Linked DNA regions of Ostrinia nubilalis: region 1 is linked to region 2. The links are chromatin contacts, called in public Hi-C maps. All regions are on one chromosome and are shown on one strand. The core of a region is the stretch at or near the end of the contact, and the rest is flanking DNA. Distances in the headings are between cores, read along the strand shown.

What was found. A called contact is a pair of places that touch in the nucleus more often than the background predicts.
Region 1: a contact with region 2 is called in a Hi-C map of whole body, with 5 times the contacts expected there. The contact joins the promoter of LOC135076784 here to the promoter of LOC135076767 in region 2. A contact is called at or near these places in 3 of 5 Hi-C or Micro-C datasets (all in whole body).

The regions. Positions count from the first base shown.
Region 1 is chr12:2,757,877-2,764,820 of ilOstNubi1.1, reverse strand. It overlaps LOC135076784 (T-complex protein 1 subunit alpha), which reads right to left and starts at 5,204. Exons shown (of 10, transcript XM_063971218.1): 1 at 5,039-5,204; 2 at 4,558-4,681; 3 at 4,332-4,449; 4 at 3,909-4,090; 5 at 3,369-3,633; 6 at 2,615-2,867; 7 at 2,178-2,268; 8 at 1,429-1,621. The coding sequence starts at 5,111.
Region 2 is chr12:2,469,740-2,476,396 of ilOstNubi1.1, reverse strand. It overlaps LOC135076767 (ras-related protein Rap1), which reads right to left and starts at 4,230. Exons shown (of 1, transcript XM_063971190.1): 1 at 1,806-4,230. The coding sequence starts at 3,964. The coding sequence ends at 3,410.

The DNA.
Region 1 (6,944 bases), core at 3,955-6,454, 290 kb before region 2:
ATTCGAAATGTACAAGTAAAGCGCTTTCAAATGATACCAAACACGGCATATTTATCTTAACTTTATTTTTTTACTCTGTATGTTTTGTCCGCTAGAGGGCGCCACATTCGATTTAGTGAAACCCCGTATAGCCTATAACCAGCGGACAATTAAGACGCTTCTAATGACATGTCATTTGTCGAATTCTGATAAGTAGTTTAGAAGTTACGAGGGTACACATGAACATACATACATACATACATATATACATAGCCTGTCAAAATCATAACCCTCCTTTTGCTTTGCCGTAGTCGGGTAAAAACGATACCCCTCATTGGAAGCTTATAATATATATATTAGGATTTTATTTTTAACGTAATGGGGATTAATGAACTGTTTAGTTTATTTTTCCCCATTATAAGCTCTAATTGGCGTTAACGGGGAATAGTGAACAAAAAGTCCACTAATCCCGTGTAACTACTAATAGTGGAATAGTCGGGCTCTGACTCTAGTACGCGGCGGACGGCGCACAGCGCGTCGTGGGCCGAGCGCTCCATCTCGTCGCAGTACGCGTATAACGACACTACGACCGAATATAAGAGACTACAAAAGACACGCAGATTTCTCGAGGCGTGTACTAATCAGGGGAGGCCTTTGTCCAGTGGACGTCATTTGGCTGAAACGAACGTATACTAACCAAAGTAGTGGCGAAGTTCTCCAGGTAGATAGAGAGCGCGACTCTAGCGCTCCATCTCGTCTCAGTAGGCGTATAATGGCACCACGACCGAGTATAAGAGACTACAAAAGACACGCAGATTTCTCGAGGCATGTATCAACCAGAATATTCACCAGTCTTTGTCCAGCAGTGGACGTCATTTGGCTGAAACGAACGTATACTAACCAAAGTAGTGGCGAAGTTCTCCAGGTAGATAGATAGCGCGGCCTCGACAGCGCCGCCCCCGGGCACCAAACGACCGGACTCCAACACGCGGCGGACAGCGCACAGCGCGTCGTGAGCCGAGCGCTCCATCTCGTCGCAGTACGCGTATAACGACACCACGATCGAGTATAAGAGACTACAAAAGACACCGCAGATTTCTCGAGGTGTGTACTAACCAGTGGAGGCCTTTGTCCAGTGGACGTCATTTGGCTGAAACGAACGTATACTAACCAAAGTAGTGGCGAAGTTCTCAAGGTCATAGAAAGCGCGGCCTCGACAGCGCCGCCCCCGGGCACCAAACTACCGGACTCCAACACGCGGCGGACGGCGCACAGCGCGTCGTGAGCCGAGCGCTCCATCTCGTCGCAATACGCGTATAACGACACCACGACCGAATATAAGAGACTACAAAAGACACCGCAGATTTGTTGAGGCATGTACCAACCAGAATATTCACCAGTCTTTGTCCAGCAGTGGACGTCATTTGGCTGAAACGAACGTATACTAACCAGAGTGGTAGCGAAGTTCTCCAGGTAGATAGAAAGCGCGGCTTCGACAGCGCCGCCCCCGGGCACCAAACGACCTGACTCTAGCACGCGGCGGACGGCGCACAGCGCGTCGTGAGCCGAGCGCTCCATTTCGTCGCAGTAAGCGTCTGTCGGCCCGCGCAGGATTATTGAAGCAGCCGTGCGAGCTACAGGTCTGAGGAATAGAAATATAGGCTGTTATGTTTACGAAATTAGAGCATAAAGCCATGTATTCATTAGGCAACATTTGTTGATAAACACTGTTTATAAACAATGTTTCATAATCTCTGTAAACAATGTATAAACAGTCCATAAACATAGGTGATGAAATATTGTTTATGATACATGTTGCCGTTCTCCCCTCTATGAGTGGAGAGCAAGTGTGGACGGCCAAGTTTCAGAAACTGTGTTTATGGTAAACTTGTTTCACACTAGTCATAAACAGTTTATCAACAAATGTTGCGTAATGAATACATGGCTTAATTGGCGCAGAACTTTGTTAGTTTCAGAAATTAAATCGTGGTCGAAAATCTTTTCAATTGATGTTCAGTTCTGCGAAGTATTCATCGCCTAGTCCATTTCTCGATAGTTAATTAGGACCAGTTTTTTTTATTCTGTATTTATATCTTCATTTTGTTCACGTCGTTTTTGCAGATGTTTTCGTGTCGTTGTGCTTGTTCTGAATTCATTAGGAAATTAATAAAACTGCCTAAAATTAAATTAATAGTTACCCCTTGATCAGAATGAGCTGGTCATCACAGATCTGCTCCTGGACAACTTCGGCGGCTTCTCCGATCATGCTCGGCTCGAACACTTCCTCGCCTAGAAACAAGCAACAGATCTAACATCAATAATAATGTGTACAATAATCAATAATTCTACTAAGATTACAGCACAAGTATTCGACCAAAATTGTAGAAGTTTATAAAAGTTTCTAGCCACCTAAAATAACAATAACAGAGCAGTTGTGCCAATTTAAGACAGTGTAGAATTCAACAGTGAACACATCTATTACAGTTCCTTAACTTGACAACAACGTCAACAACAATACATATCTGAATAAACTGAACAATTGCCTACTCAGAAAGGCAATAAAAGGACACAAATAGATCGAGATACTTAGAAAAGCTGAAAAAAAGGATAGATATAATGATGGTTTTCAACATACCTTCCATATTAGTCAGTGACGTCAGGAAAGTGGCTCCAGTAGCCTTAGCGATCCTCTTTAAGTCAGCCTTCTTGCATCTCCTCACGCCCATGGCGCCGGCCTCCACGAAGTATTTGAGGCAGAGGTCGTCGATGCCGCCGGAGCAGAGTACGACGTTGACGCCGGTGGCGAGGATCTTCTGTAGCCGCTCCTTGGTGATGTCAAGCTCGCGGGCGCGGATCGCTTCTAGCTTCTCGGGGTCGGAGACCAGTACCTAGGATTACAAAAAAGATTTATATTCCACTGAATACACTATAGCAAAACCAATATTTAAACTTTGCAATGTGGCACTGCTCAGTTTACTTTCTCTTCCATTGTATGTTTTATGTGTTACCTCTGTCTTTTGTGATGTCCATTGTAATAATGTTTCTTTCTATCTTTCTAAACTAAAATGAAAGTTGTCACAGAAGTGTGTGTTATGGGCAAAGAATAAAGATAACTATGGTTTTATCTGATAAGCATGACTACCTTTAAGTTTGGTGTACCATATTTGGGACTACCTGTGTTTTGCCAGAATTGGGCTGAAAACTAAATAATTAACTACAAAGAAAGGTACTAGACAAAAATAGGAAAGACATTTGCCTATCTACTACTGATAAAGAAGTAGGTAGTACTTTGGTTTGTCCAAGGGTCTACAGAGCTACCATTAGGGAAGTATGAAATTACCACAAACAATTACAAATTCATCTAATAAACATGAAAGAAAAACATTTACCTGAACACCCATTTTCATCTTCGTCTTCTGTAGCGAGAAGTCCAAGCACGCAATTTTAGCATTCACAATCTTCTTGGGCATGGCCTGAGAGGCGACGGTGCAGTTGAGGGCGTATCCCTTCACCAGGACACTCTCCCGAGCGCTCCGTCCGTGGGCCTTCAGGATATTGACGGCCTTGATGGGGTAGATTGTGTTGCCGCGAGGGTCCATAGCCTTGATAGCTTGTGCTGCATCTACTATAATCTCGGCGAAGAATTCTGAATCACTGTTGATATTTAGTTAAGGAAAGCATTTACAGTGCATTTGCATTATGACAAAACAAGTATAACAGATGACTACTTTTTATTATTCATGAAATGAGATTAAATTTTTGCCAGGTTACATATTTGACATTTTCACACAGTTGAAACAAATGGCTTAAGAAGAAGGAAAGGAAGGCTTAAAGTGTTAAAATTTTGTCTCACCCTCTTATACCACAGGAAATGTTTTTATATCCATTATGCATTACTAGTCAAAAGATTAGTTTATGAAAAAGGATACGCTCCAATAAGTTTGGATGACATGGTGGTTTTAGCAGCATTGATGAGTGACGGCCTTCCGAGTGACTCCACTGTGACGGTGAGGTTGTCCTGCACATACTTGACAGCCTCCTTGCAGGCCAGCCTGTAGCCCGAGATAATGCTGGTCGGGTGGATTTTATTCTTCACCAGTTCATCTGCACTCTGAAAAGTAACATAAATTTTTATAAAAGTTCCTATGCATTGGTACTAGAACAGAGTTTAAATTCAAATTCACATAATTGGACAAATAAATAGCCCAAGGAAAGTGAGGATATAGCTTGTAGAGGGAACAGATTTGAACACTACTATAGCAAGATTTTAAGAATATCACAGACTCACAGTAATTATTTTGACAGCCATAATATAAGGGTCATTTTTTGATATAATATGAACATTTACAAACCTTCAATAACTCAGCAGCAACTATGACTACAGATGTGGTTCCATCACCAACTTCCTCATCCTGCAACTGAGCCAGTTCTACCAAAACCTTGGCTGCTGGGTGTTCCACCTCCAGCATTCTGAAATGTACAATAAATATAATTAAAATAATTATTTTTTTTGTTACACGCAAAGGATTTTACTTGTTAAAATACAAAATGTAAGTGATTTGGACTTAGGACACTTACTTCAAGATAGTAGCACCATCATTTGTGACTGTGACATCTCCAATATCATCCACCAACATTTTGTCCAGGCCCACTGGGCCCAGGGAGCTCTTCACAATGTTAGCAATAGCAGCTGCTGCCGTGACTACAACAAACAAAGTCATTAATGCTTCCTTCCACCCTTTTTTCAAAATTTTAGAATTTTTCAGAATTGGAAAATTTCAGAATTTTTTAGATAAAGATTTTAGTCATCATTCAATGGATTCTCATTAGGTTGAATCTTTCATAGGTTAGTTTCCTTGTACTTAGTAGTAAATTTTCAAATTCTTAAGGAAAATTAAACAGGAGAGACATTTACGAAACAAACATCCTAGAAATAATGATTATCTGGCAATTTGATACTGATTTTACGAAATATTTATGAAAATGTAACCATAAGTGGCAATGCATGTGATCACCGGGGCTGTGTTACCTCGTGTGGATTTTAACATAAAATTCATACCATTTTGACTCCTGACTGAAGATCCGGATGACCTAGTCCCAGCAACAGCAAGTGGTGCAGCGAGTGTAGACATTTTTGACTATATTTTTTCACAAAATTCACAATTTCTCGCTAGTCCGTCACACTTTTTGATTCTGGAAGATGACTCAGTGCAGCCAACTGAAAGAAATAATGACATTTACTTTGTTTATTGCCAGTGTAAAAAATATAGTTGCTACATTAGTAGCGCCATCTATTGCGGAGTTTTATAACTAAATACTAGTCAACAAGGAAATAGTTTTTATTTTTTATTTAGTTCTGCTACTTGCTGTTAGATGGCCTTAAATCAAGTAAGCCCTAAGCTCTACCCTTCTATACTACGAGACTACGAGTAAACACACACAAAATATGATTTTTGATAAATTATAATAGGAAGTAGGTATAATTTGTTTAGTATAGATATTAATTTTAGTTTGCACGAGGAAGAGAAACGGTGAATGTTCTACTTAATATTGCCATGGACATGAGGTCGGACTAGGAAGCTGATAAGAGCCCGCGAAGATTTAAAATGGCTAAGCCCAGCTATCAAATAATAAGAATACGATAATATGAAATAAGTACCTTCCTCCATCTTAATGTAATTATAATAAATAGCCACAAGAAGCAAAGCAAAAGTTCCAAAAAACGGAACAAACTAACAATAACGAACTCTACGAAACTAAAATGTAAGAATCAAATATAAAAATAAAGAAATTCCGGTCTGAAGTTAGGTTTTACCCTAGTTCAGGTATTGTTCTCTTCTTTTATACCTCCCCAGAGAGCTTTTGTATGAAAACTCGCTCTATGTAGCGCATGATAAATTCTGTAAACAAACTACAACCAGTTGTTACGTTGCATGAAAAGAAAAAGCTGTGTTTTTAGTGTTTTTCATGTCTTTTCCTAGCGGGGAATGCTTGCTAGTTTTGGAAAGTTATTTTTAATTTATAGTTACAGATTGAATAGTGAGAATATTAGTTGGTATCATTTAAAGACTGTTTATACGAGTGAGCGGTTCTTTTATAAATAGCCCAGGTATAATGTGTTGCGTACCCACCATATACTAACTGGCAGTCTGTGAAATAGTATTTATGTAGTTAGAGTAGGGTTCACATACCTATCAAGATATCAGGAGCGTGTAGCGGCTACGTGACTGGTAGCGCTGCCCCGGTAGAGTCCCCAATACTATTACTTTATCGGAAATAAAAACGATGTATATTTCTTTCTATACAGGGTGCAGAAGAAGAGCAGATAGTGTCTTAAAATAAAGTAGTCATGTGCATTAGGAAAATAAAGTCTCTAAATACACGTCTAAGTAATGTCTATTTACTTTATTTTTATATGATTTATGGGACTTGTACTTACTTGAGGATATAAAAGATGCTTAAACAAGGTAGAAAGGACATTAATCATTATTGCAGTCGACCATCCTTATGTAATCATGGGAAAACAAGTAAAAAGAATTCAGATTTTTCAAATATCTAGCATTCGATTTTGTATTGTATGATAGAAGTAGCTCCTATAATAGAAGACCGTGATAAGCGGAACGATTTTCGATAATCATGATGAGTATTCCCGATTGTCCTGCACGTTCTCCGCGTGTGTCCACCCCAGCAGAGAGTACGTGCTCGGAGAACGAGGATTGGCCCATCCGCGATGAGGACGCACTGCGAAGGTCAACTAGGAAAAGGTTCGACGGATCTTGAGTTTATTTTCCTGCATTATTACGTACTGAATCAGGGGTCGCTCGATTTTTATGATGTGGTATTTTTTCCGGCTCTGTAAATGGGACTAAATTCAAACGTTCGGTGGTAGAGTCATGCATGTTTTTAAGTAAAAGAACTAACTAACGAGTTTTCAAACTAAAATGAAATTAGTTTTCGTAAATTCC
Region 2 (6,657 bases), core at 2,981-5,480:
CCGTTTATTAACCCTTAAATGCATAGTGTTGCCATATGTCTACGAAGTATTTTTTTAATTATAAAAAGTAACACATTTTATAAGCGTTTCTGAACGTACGCTAATATCATAGAAAACATCATAATACAATAAAAAAAAAACGCAAATGAAGGTAGATTTGAAAAAAAATTAACCGATATTTGACGTAGCGATTGCGAAAGAGAAAAAATTGGTAGTGTTAAAATTTGTGGTATTTGAATTTCGGATTCAGTGAGAATTAATTGCTAAAACGATTGGAAAAAAATACATACGTGTTAGAAATAATGTAAGAATTCATTATTAAAACTTATTTTTTTGGTAATCTATCCCGAATGTGCCTTCGACTTGATTTTTGTGTATGTAGCCAAATGTCTACACCATGCGTTTATGCCATTAAATTGTTCTATGGTTTGCTTATTTGGCTTTTCTTTTCAGCATGTTTGGCTCGCTATCTGAAAAGGAAATTGAGGCAGCTCTTGCTGCTTTAAATGATGGTGCAGTCTCAGAAGATGATGAAAATTTAGATGATGATAATATCGATTTTTACCCAAACGTACGGGATTTATTGCATGATCTGGATGAGGAGTCCATAGATCATAATCTACCCTTGGAACATAACGAAGATCTGATCTAATATATGCTCCTCTTCATAGACTATGGGAGGGTTATGTTCCAGGGTCTTCGTTATGTTCTAAGGGTAGATTATGATCAATGGACTCCTCATCCCGATCATGCAACAAATCCCGTACGTTTGGGTAATAATCGATGTTATCATCATCTAAATTTTCATCATCTTCTGAGACTGCACCATCATTTAAAGCAGCAAGAGCTGCCTCAATTTCCTTTTCAGATAGCGAGCCAAACATGCTGAAAAGAAAAGCCAAATAAACAAACCATAGAACAATTTTACGGCATACAAACGCATGGTGTAGACATTTGGCTACATACTGTTAATTTTCAAAAATATACTTTTTTTTCGTACTAAGATTTTTTTTATTATTTTTCCCTCTATCTGTGACTAAAAATCTAATTGAAATATTTTTTTCATAACTAAATAAAAAATCATGCATTTAAGGGTTAATCCTTTATGCAGATAAGGGCATGGTTTCCAGGATTCATGACCCGTTTGAAACCGAACGCGATAAGCTGCGATACGAGCTTCGGGCGAATAGTTAAACGCTCATTACAATTATCAAATTTGACCGTTTCCGCGACGTCGTTCCCCAGAGGTCGCAATTGTATGTAGATTGAATCACTCTCGCAAGCTTTCTATTTCAATTACAATGTTAGTTTTGTTTAGGCGTTTCTTTTGTATATCCGCCCCCATGGTGAGCTCGATCTATGTATGAGACCTTGTTTCACTCCATGGGCGCGCCACAGGCCAGGTGTAACGCGACACTTGTTGTGCATGATAGATCGCGCCGTTTAGTTTACACTTAGGCTAACTTAGATATTGTGTTCATTTTCATTGGACTGTGTCAATTCTTATGTTACTAGAATGTCGACATACGCCCGCCACGTCACACTGCCATTTATTTTTATCGTGTTTGTAACTACCTAGTCGTTTAGTGATGTAAGTGAATACACATTTTATGAAACTTTTTACACTGTAAGGCAATAAAATAGTTGTAGATGGTAATTGTTGTTTCAATTAATTGAATTCAATTAAAATACCCAAGTCAATTGACGTTCATTTGATTGGTGAGGGGAACAGCGAGGGCGAGCGTGCTGTGAGTCACGCAGACGACGGGAGAGCCGCAAACGGCGACAAAGTATACCCCAAAACAAATATTTAAAATTGGTTTTATTGATAAATTTGCAAAAAAAAAGAAATTAATAGTTAATGTACATGTCGATTAATTATTGATTGCAAAGATAAAAATATACAAGTTCTTAATTTGCACAATATATATAAAAATATAATTCAACTCAGATCAAAGTCATTACCAATATCCTTGTGCAGTAATCTTACATGTTAACAGAAATGCAAATGGAGGAAACATCTAATCCCGTAACAATATTTGAACACCTATATAATTATTACGTTTAACAAAGTTTATAGCAGCAAAACTTAGGTTGGATTTATATAAATGAGCCAGTTACCATAAAACTTTATCCATTTACAATAACGATAATTTTTTTATTTAAAGTTTTCAATTTCATAGATGAGGGGTTATAGTCCACTTTTGTATGCCGGTGGCATGCCTCTAGCCACCGCACTGGACTTCTCTAGGCAGACGCTGAAGACACTACGGTCAGCAGGGTGCAATCACCTAAGGCTCACTAATATTTGTTCAAAGGTTATCAAGTCCTAAATGGTGTTGCATTATCAACTTCCCTTCGATACATTTGAATTATATAACAAGACAATAATATATCTGAAAAAATTTAATGTATCCTTAATATTAAACATTACTTACATGCTGGTACAGGCCTGCTGGCACATTTTCCAGGTCTCTTCGGAGCCTGCATATTCTACTCTCATTCCAAACGTTCAGAAGTTTGGGGCTCTTGTAAACATTAGTGCAATCAGAACAATATTACTAGAAAACTAGAAAATAAATCATCTTTCCGTACATTGCTATGTTCAGACAGCGAAGATATATTAATAAATGCATTTGGAATTCATGTTATGACTATATAATTTTTTACAAAATGAAGAATAATTCTGTGTAACATTTGAGTATATTTGAATGCCCTTGAGATAATGTCATGGTAAATACACCCATTGTTACTTTTCCTGTTCAAAGCAACCGTCTGGCTGAACGTAGCATTGTTACTTCATTGAATATTAATAGAATAACATTAGTTATTTTTGAAAAGACTCAAGAGTTTGGCTGTGACCTAAATAATTGGTCCATGACAACTACAATTTTAATTAACATTAGATAAATGAATTATAGTAATTATTGCATGTCATTTACCTATTTTTCATATTGATTATTTTACAATACACCTACATGGAATCCCGCTGCAATTGCCATGGATTAAAATACAATTTATTGTAACATTAAACTTCTGAACCTAACAGCATCCACACATTACAATTGGAATTTCTAGAGTGAAACACACACAGAATCGTCGAATCTATCCTCAAATATATCTCATTAACTATAAAAAACAGACCAAAATGTGTAGTAGCTACATTTATTTGGGTAGGACTGGATAAATCCACGATGCTCTGTGCATTTTCCACTCGTGCTAAAGCACTGGTTCACGACACTGCTCAACAAATGCACATTCTCGAAATGCTACAGGTGCTCGCCAAGTGACGAAGCTCAACACCCGATCTAGTTAACTTTGGGAACTGTCAAGAGCCAAATCCGGGTACGAGAAGTCTTTCAAATTATTAAATATTGTATATCTAGACGCGTCTGAGGCTCCGCAACACTTACAGAAGACGACACACTTTATTCTTCCTAACTTTCCTTTCCTCTTTGGGTGACTTCTTGTTGATCTGTCTTACTAGGTCGTAGAATACGTCGTTGACGTTGATTTTCGCCTTCGCCGAGGTCTCCATGAAGGCGCAGTTGAAGTGGCGAGCCAGGTTGCCGCCCTGGTCCTTGCCCACCACGCGCTCCGCCTCCAGGTCGCACTTGTTGCCCACCAGCACCATCGGCACGTCGTCCTTGTCCTTCACTCGCAGGATCTGCTCCCGGAGATCCTGCAGGTCGTTAAACGTAGACTGTGCGGTGATCGAATACACTAACACGAATCCCTGGCCGTTCTTCATGTACAAATCCCTCATCGCGGTAAACTGTTCCGTGCCGGCAGTATCCAAAATTTCGAGCATGCATTGTTGACCGTCCACTTCCACCTGTTTCCGATAGCTGTCTTCTATGGTGGGGTCGTATTTCTCCACAAAGATGCCTTGTACGAACTGTACCGTGAGGGCAGACTTTCCCACGCCTCCGCTACCTAACACGACTATTTTGTATTCGCGCATTATTAACTATTTTGTATCACGTGTTATTAATTGTTGAAATCAAAGATCAAATCGCTAAAAAGCACATTAACTAGTGAGTTATTGCAAAAAAACTTTTAACAAGTCAAACCGCCATGACACAGTAACAGGGCGATGGCTCACTTCTGCAATGTTGCCATAGAAAATAATTTTAAGTATGATAAGCAAGCCAACAAGCCATCACGGTATGCTCTGTGTTTTAAAATCACGTTTTCGACTTGGATTACTAAAATATTACTTGTACCATTGCAGTTGCACCACGCGCGGGCGTAGATTATTTAATACTAGCAGTAGTTAATTGAATTCGCTCTCGACCAATGCAAAGTACTTATTCTTATCTATGTCACAACCTAGCGATTATTGTTCTATGTATGTGGTGACGGTAACGTTCCGTTCCTGTTATCGTGACGTCATCCAATGGGAAGGATGTTGTTATGATTTGGAGTGGGAGGATGTAACAAATAAATATTAATCAAATTCGTATTATCTCGAAATGTATTGGCAAAAACAATAACACTAGGGCACACTCTAAGGCTCATAGCTTAGGTCTAGACCTAACTTCAGCAGTTAAATTATGATTGAGTATTTGAGTCAAATTGATCAACAGACTTTTGATAAGCTCCCCTTTCAACGATCAACGGACTTTTATTGAATTTACAAATAAAAACAAACGTAACGACGTAACGTTACTAATTGAGACTGGTACAATAATTAATTATAAATCTTGTTATAAATAAATGGGTTGAGGTAATCAAAAATTAATTAATGAAAATAAAATCTATAAGACACGACTTTAAAAAATAACGAAAATATTATTTCTATTTTTAAGAGGGCAACACTGGATCTGTCAGGGTGAATTATTTTTTGTTGATTCCACTACTTCCTACTAGATGGCGGGCAAGCTGTAGAGCTTGGAAGTGGAGGTGCTAGAATACTGAAGATGGCGCTATTGCTTTCTGTACATTTATTTTAAATATTAAAAAAAAAATCGGATAAATATTAATTGATTAATAATTTTGTTTTGTTTACATTTCCAAATTTTGCTACTCATTCGTTCAACTCATCATTCACCGTCACGAAATCGTGCTTTGTTCCTTGTAGTAGCTTTCGTCCAGCACATAGAGAAAAGTAATACATAGGAAATAGAGAGCCCTCTCTGTCAAATTTTTGAACCTACTAATTGACAGCCTGGTGTTAAATTCCCTGTACTTAACCTACGTACGTAACGCTCACATACATACATAGTACACGCACACATACATACATAAAGTGCACGCACACATACACACAGTTCACGCACACATAGGCCCTCATAACCTTCAAAGAATTATTGTTTTTATGATGTACAATGTAGAATTTTTTCAAATCCATTATTTTGAAAATATTTATCTTTATGGTATACGTATTGTATTATTTTCAAAACAATGGATTTGGAAAAATTCTACATTGCACATGGAAATGCAAACAGGCCTCCGTCACTCGCCTATGCCGGCCGAGATAATTACCTACAGCGCGCGACAACTTCAAGTTGCAAATCAGTCAGGACCGCCACGCGCCTGTGAGCACACGCGTATTTCTATACACGCTCGGTCGATCATCGTCACAATCAAGGTTTATTGTTCCAACAGCACTGTTATCCTTCTTTAATGTAAAATCGTAGTATTTAGGAATAATAATTAACTGTACTAATTTGAATATAAAAAAAAACTACACTTTTTAAATAATTTTGTAATACTTATGACAAAAAACTGTAGCAATAAAATTATTTTAGCTAATATAAACATTAACTTACTTCACCGTGTCTATTTTCCGACACTACACCTTTTAAAACTATTTGTCCAATTTCGAATTATTGCAACACTGAAGTTTATTAATAGGTACTTTAGAGATGGTACGATTATACAAACACCACTAGATTAAAGATTACCAATCGTAAATACAATAAATGCTTCTTAAAATTAAGTTATTATTTATTTTACTTTGCTTATACAACCCTGACGCTTGAGCTGCGAGGTAGATTAATTCTGAACACAAAAAATTTGCGCTCTTGTGAGCGTAGTAGTAAGGTGCGATTTCGAATGCACCATGTGCGTTGGATATTTTGCATTATTATTATTACCGTTAAAATGTCGGCATCTGATCCTACACAAAGGAGTGCAATTTCTGTTGCTACTATTATGTATTCTGTGATGCAAATAAGTAAACAAAAACTTTTGAATTTAATAATTTTACTTTATTTATGAACACACATAATATTATACACCAAAAGCGTCTTTTCGCAAAGTTTTCAACAACACTAAAAAAGCATTTGCACATTGAGAAAACTCAGATCACTTGTGAACATAACAGAAAGTTTCTTCGCGATTCACGAAGGAACGAACAAAACTCCGATGAACCAGAACAGCAGCAGGTACGAAGGAATGAACTTGAATTTGACTCGACGACTCTTCAATACTTTAATAGGGCCACAGAACACTTAAATGATGGCTAAGAAAACAAGAATGCATTTAACATAACAAAAACAACACCGGCCATTTTGGAGGAAAAACAAAGTTGCCATATGTTAAATAGTAATTTCTACTACTCTATTATGTAAATTATAACAAAAAATGTCACCGTTCAGTTTTAAATTAAAACAAATTAATTTCATTTAAAAAAAGTTTTCACATTGTAAT